2 separate regions of the Xenopus laevis genome follow, and region 1 is linked to region 2. The links are chromatin contacts, called in public Hi-C maps. All regions are on one chromosome and are shown on one strand. Each heading gives the region's core, a stretch centred on a gene start, on an enhancer-like site or on the middle of the called end of the contact. The rest is flanking DNA. Distances are from core to core; before and after follow the strand shown. Region 1 holds the start of dop1b.L (protein dopey-2-like). Region 2 overlaps dop1b.L (protein dopey-2-like).

The links. A called contact is a pair of places that touch in the nucleus more often than the background predicts.
Region 1: a contact with region 2 is called in a Hi-C map of the XTC cell line, with 2.5 times the contacts expected there. The contact joins the promoter of dop1b.L here to the enhancer-like site in region 2. A contact is called at or near these places in 2 of 4 Hi-C or Micro-C datasets (the XL177 cell line and the XTC cell line).

Annotation. Positions count from the first base shown.
Region 1 is chr2L:12,688,216-12,691,355 of Xenopus_laevis_v10.1, reverse strand. It overlaps dop1b.L (protein dopey-2-like), which reads left to right and starts at 1,706. Exons shown (of 37, transcript XM_041581554.1): 1 at 1,706-1,923.
Region 2 is chr2L:12,639,937-12,642,697 of Xenopus_laevis_v10.1, reverse strand. dop1b.L (protein dopey-2-like) reads left to right here. Exons shown (of 37, transcript XM_041581554.1): 19 at 734-2,309. Among protein-coding and RNA genes, the nearest start is that of LOC108707864, 40 kb to the right of the region's middle. Within about 2 kb of position 1,252, at least 1 of the 7 cell types and tissues checked has an H3K27ac peak or open chromatin away from gene starts, as enhancers often do.

The DNA.
Region 1 (3,140 bases), core at 457-2,956, 48 kb before region 2:
TGGTGCAAATATGATAAATCCTGCTATACCAAGGAACAACCACTAGGATGCAGCAAAGTATTGTCTATGAAGGTTTTCATTTATCCAGGTCATGCTATAGCTAGTGGAAGTAAATCTAGAGCAACTGGACTTGCTGATTAATCATTCATTGATGATTCAGCAAGTCCAGTTGCTCTAGATTTACTTCTAGATATAGCAAAGTATTGTGCATTAGCCATACCTAAGCAGCAAGAGATGGAAATGTGAGGGGGCATCAGGAGTGGTTGTGTTTTTATTCACATTACAGAGTTACACATTTAAGTTGGGTTGAAAAATGACCAAATCCACCAAGTTCAACCCCTCCAAATGAATCCCAGTATCTATACACACACACTCACACTGACCCCTCCCTACACTCACATAAACTATATATACCCATACCTATACTAACTATAGAGTTTAGTATCACAATAGCCTTTGATATTATGTCTGTCCAAGAAATCATGCAAGTCATTCTTAAAGGCATTAACTGAATCAGCATCACAACATCACCCGGCAGTGCATTCCACAACCTCACTGTCCTGACTGTGAAGAACCCCCTACGTTGCTTCAAATGAAAGTTCTTTTCTTCTAGTCTGAAGGGGAGGCCTCTGGTACGGTGATCCTCAACAGTGAACCTCATTTTCCAGGCAAATAATCAATATTTTCCTTTCCCAAATGTATGGGAAATATGCAATTCTGCCCATCAAAACAAACAGCCTTAGAGTGTAGTGTATGGCATGAAGGTGTTAGGATGGAGCTGTAATGGCTGAAGAGTGTGTATAGTAAGTGTGCAGAGAAAGGAGAGATGTTGTGACATTATCTAAGCTGTAGTTCAACTTTGTCTCCCGCACACCCTTTGCTAATTAATGAAACGATATCTGGTGCAGATAGGTAGAGGATTGGTCGCCTCACAAACAGTCTCGCAGAAAGCATCCCAAGACACAAAGGATAAATACAAGCAAGCTGCCTTGCGTGTTAATTGCAAGCTTGAGAAAGGGGCGTGACCCCGAAACATTGCACTTCTCAATAAACACGCAAGGCAGCTTGCTTGTATTTATCCTGTGTGTCTTGAGATTCTTTCTGCTATATTATCTAAGCTGCCCACTTCCATCTGTTGCGGTGCAATAACTTCCACTATTCTCTGGCAATTATTATTATTATAACATAATTATTATTATTATAATTATTAGTATTATAACATTGACTATTATTGGTATTGATAATAATAATAATTATTATTATAACATTGACTATTATTGTTATTATTATTATTAATAATAATAATAATAATAATAATAATGGTAATAATAATAATAGCATTGACTATTATAGTTAATAAGAATAATGATAATAATACTAATAATAACACTAATAATAATAATCATAATAGTAATAATAGGGACGATTTACTGATTTATTATGAGAATGACAGGCTGCTTCATAATAATAATAACAATAATAATCATGATACAAGGGATAGAAGTCAGGCAGCCAATGGGCTTTCTGGAGAGAGAAATGTTGGGTGTGTGACATCACCAGTTGCAGAACAAGCCCAACCAGGCAGCCTGCTGGGACTGTACCATGTGCCTAATGTGGGGGGGGGTAACGATGTAATTTATTCTCAGGAGTTTTGCGAATAAAGGTCTTTTTTATTGCGTGTAAATACCTCTCATTGTCTTGTATTAACACTATAGAGGTAAGGTACTAGGAAGAAGGATAGAAAGAACCATCTGTCTTTGCCCGGTATTACAGCAGGTCTGCCCCCCTACTCCTCAAGTGGTAGGTGCCGGCCTCTTGCTGACAAGCTGGTTGTAGTGAGGGCAGCCGGACAGTGGGAATGTGTCAGTGCGGGTAGGAGGCTGCTGCTGCCGCCAGAGACTGGGCTGGGACGCGGCTGAGCGGGTGAGTAGTACACTGACTGCGGCTTGTTGCGATTCTGTCGCTAATGGACTGCGTGGCCAAAATCACCCCTTTAAAAACTGGAGACACCCACAATATACACACAGGGGCTTATTCACCAAGAGCAAGTTAAACCTATAATCTCTGCTTCTTAATCCTGGCGTTGATACAGATCCCTCCCTCCCTCTATACTATTATTTTGGATTATAAAATGAAGAATGCCGGGAGTTGTAGTCCAGCAACATATTAACAATTAAAGGTCTTTGTAAAAGGACCTTAGATTGTAAGCTCTGTGGGGCAGTGGGAATGATACTGCCCAATGTGTTGCTACTGTATTAGTAAAGGGTAAATAATCCCCTTTTGTGGAGGGCTGTGATTGGTTGAGGAATGATTGTCCTGCTAAATTCATAGCTGGGTGTCAGTGTGGGGAATGATGCAGGTTGGCAAAAGCAGTGCTTGGGCATAGTGTTTTGTATAGATATAGTTCAACTACAACTTTCAACTCTACGCAGGATAGCCTGACACCTTTCATTAGGGTCTGTCACTCCAGGGGCCATGAGAAAATACATTTATTTCCGTGATTATGCATTGGACCTAAATGTCCTCCCAGTACAGGAGCCCAGATGGCCACCCTGTTAGTGTAATACACACACTTGGCATTGTCATTGCATGCTGTAACCCCTTGATACACTAGGGCCCCTGTGCTATGTAATTGATCACTAGTTAGAAGTCACTGCAGAATGCCCATGTCCAGTCGGTGCCCTTTAAGCACCTTTTGGCAGATGACACACACCCCCCTCGTGTTTTTATACAGGTCATGGAACTCCGAGATAACTTCTAATATCCTCATATTTTGCAACTGGGGGTACTTTATTTATTATAATACACAAGTTTCAGTGAGTCATGTGACAGAAATGACATCAGAACTCACCATTATATCCTTATAAACAGTGCTTAGTGATGTCACCAGTTATAATCGGAGCCACATGACTCACTGAAGCTTGCGTAATATAATAAATAGTGTCCACCCTGTAGCAAAATATGAGGATGTTAGAAGTTCCATGACCTGGCCTTCGACCTCGTGATTTTATATGGTCATAGAACTCCTCGGTAACATAATATCCTTATATTTTACAATAAGGGTACTTTATTCACTATATATGTGTTTGTGTATGTACCATATATGCAGATATTGGACCTGTTATCCAGAATGCATGGAC
Region 2 (2,761 bases), core at 3-2,502:
TTCATGTTTATGTTAAGTATACAAAATACAGCATTTCTAGCCTTATTCTATTTTAGATTTTACTTGCCCTTTAAATTAGAATGTGTGGGTTTTGAAAAAAAAATTCTAATTTACCATTTGAACCTTAGTAAATCTGCCCCTTAGAGATCACTTCATTAGTAGAATAAAGTAGTTATTCTAGAATGAGAAGTTAATGGGTTTTCTATGGAATGTGCAAGCAGCAAGGCCATTTGTTGTTTTTTTGAGACCTATTGCTCACGGTGCACTTTGTCTCCCTCAAGTTGCATCTGTCTGTGTATGCAGCACTGTCCTGCATTTGTGTATGGGCACTGTCCTTGCTGCAGGTAAGTGGGATCCGGGTGTTATTTGGCAGGTCCCTTCATATGTGTACAAAAGCAGAGCCCCCACGGTACACAAAGCACTCTAGAAGCATGTACTTGGCACCTGGAATGTGCTCTGCATTAGAAGCAAGCATTATGTGCATATTGTGCTGAGTACCCCTATCCGGGCCATTTAAACAAACTAAAAATGCAACACAATCTGCTAACATCAGTAGATAATTCCAAGGTCGTCAATATACTGCACCTAATCTGTGATATTAAATCCACTTTCCTGCCTCTCTAATGATATGTTTAAAGGGACATTAAATTAAAAAATATTATCTTGTCATGTGTTGCTTATTTGCCATTAGTAACTTAGAAACAAAATGTAACTTTCCTTTATTTTCTTTCAGAAGAGTTCCACTACTGGTGTCGGAAGAAAAGAACCTCATTGAAAGACTCCGCAGGATTTCGTGACTCTCCTTTAAGCAGTTCTGAGGAAAATTTACCCCAGATTAACACCGTGGACAGAGATGCCCTTTGGGCTGAAGTTGAGAAGGATCCAGAGAAAATAAAGATTGAGTTGACTGAGAACCGTACAGCAGATTTTAGGGATGCTCCGTATATTTTAGAGCAGGATGACAGTGAACATACAGAATCAGCAGATACCAGCACTGGGCATAATGGCAGTGATAACACTTCATCCTTCTCTCCAAGCTCCCTGGACCTCAGCAGTGATCAGAACTGTAGAGACAACACAGCAGGGCAAGCTATTCTTAAGAACACAGGCCAACAAAACATGGACATGCCCAGACAAAATGCATTATTAAGTCTTGTCCGCACAGAATCAGATGTAACACAGACCTCTGAATCCCTCTCTAGTGATGATGAAGCTGATGTGGAGCTTCAGGCAATCAAAAGCTCTCAGATTCTAAAGCAACAAAAGGAGAAGGAGGAGATGATTGAAGCTCTGTTCAAACACATTCTTTTGTACCTACAACCCTATGATTCTAAGAGGGTATTGTATGCTTTTACTGTGTTGGAAGCCATTCTAAAAACCAACCCCAAAGAGTTTATTGAGTCCGTAGCTACGACCACCATGGACACTAGCTCCACTGCACATCTCAACTTAATCTACAACCTACTTGCCAGGCACCAGGAGGCCCTAGTTGGACAGAGCTTTTACGGCAAACTTCAAACCCAGTCCCCACTGATGTGCCCTCATTCTTTGTTGATAGAACTTCTGACTTACCTCTGCTTGAGTTTCTTACGTTCCTATTATCCATGTTATTTGAAGGTCAGCCACAAAGATGTGCTTGGAAACAGAGATGTGCAAGTGAAAAGTGTTGAAGTTTTGATCAGAATAATGTCTCAGCTGGTCAGCACTGCTAAATCCTCAGAGGGGAAGAAAGCTGAGTTCATACACTGTTTGCTGGAAAGATGCAAAGTGCAAGAATTTGTGCTATTGTCTTTGTCTGCTTCTATGTACACAAGCCAGAAAAAGTACGAGCTGATGTCAGCTAGTGGGAACAGAGACAAGGAAGAAGGCTTTTTTGAGGAAGGAATAATTAATTTTGGTCAAGACCAGATATGGAGTGAGCACCCTCTTCAGATTGAGCTTCTGAAGCTTCTGCAGGTGCTGATTGTGTTAGAGCATCATCTGCGGCAGTTACAAGACGATCAGGATGCACAAGGAGACCTCACTAAGGAATGGCAACGGGGCATCAACTTCCAGCAGTCTATTAACGCCATGCAATATGTGCAGACCCATAGCATAACCTCCCAGGGTTTGTTTGTCTCGGCTGTTGTAAAAGCTCTGCGCCCAGATTATGGCTATGGAATGCATCCCCAGTGGGTTGCTTTGGTCACCTCTTCTTTGCCCTTTTTTGGGAAATCGTTGGGATTAACAGTTGCTCCATTTGTCGTGCAAATCTGTAAAAACCTGGATGAACTTGTAAAGCAGTATGAAAATGAGGCTTTTAAGATTAGGTAAATTTCATTTTAATGTGAAATTTGTTTTAATGTGAAAATATAGGATTATAAAATGTTGAAAAACCCTGAATGTACTGCGAGGGATAAAAGAGTGAAACATGCATAACCTCCAACATTTTAAAGGACACCATAATTTGCTCTAATCTTTATGTATGTATAACTTTATTTGCAAAGTACTGTTAAGAAAAGTACTATATATATATATATATATATATATATATATATATATATATATATATATATATATATATATATATATATATATATATATATATATATATATATAAATAAAGGTTGGAAGGATCAGCACACTCCATTTTGCGATGAAAAAAGTGTTTTTTATTATTAAACACACATAACTCCAACGTTTCGGTTCCGCCTGGGAACCTTTATCAAGGATGGTGTGCAAGATACAAACAGTGATTTATATACCCACCCCCCTAAGTGAA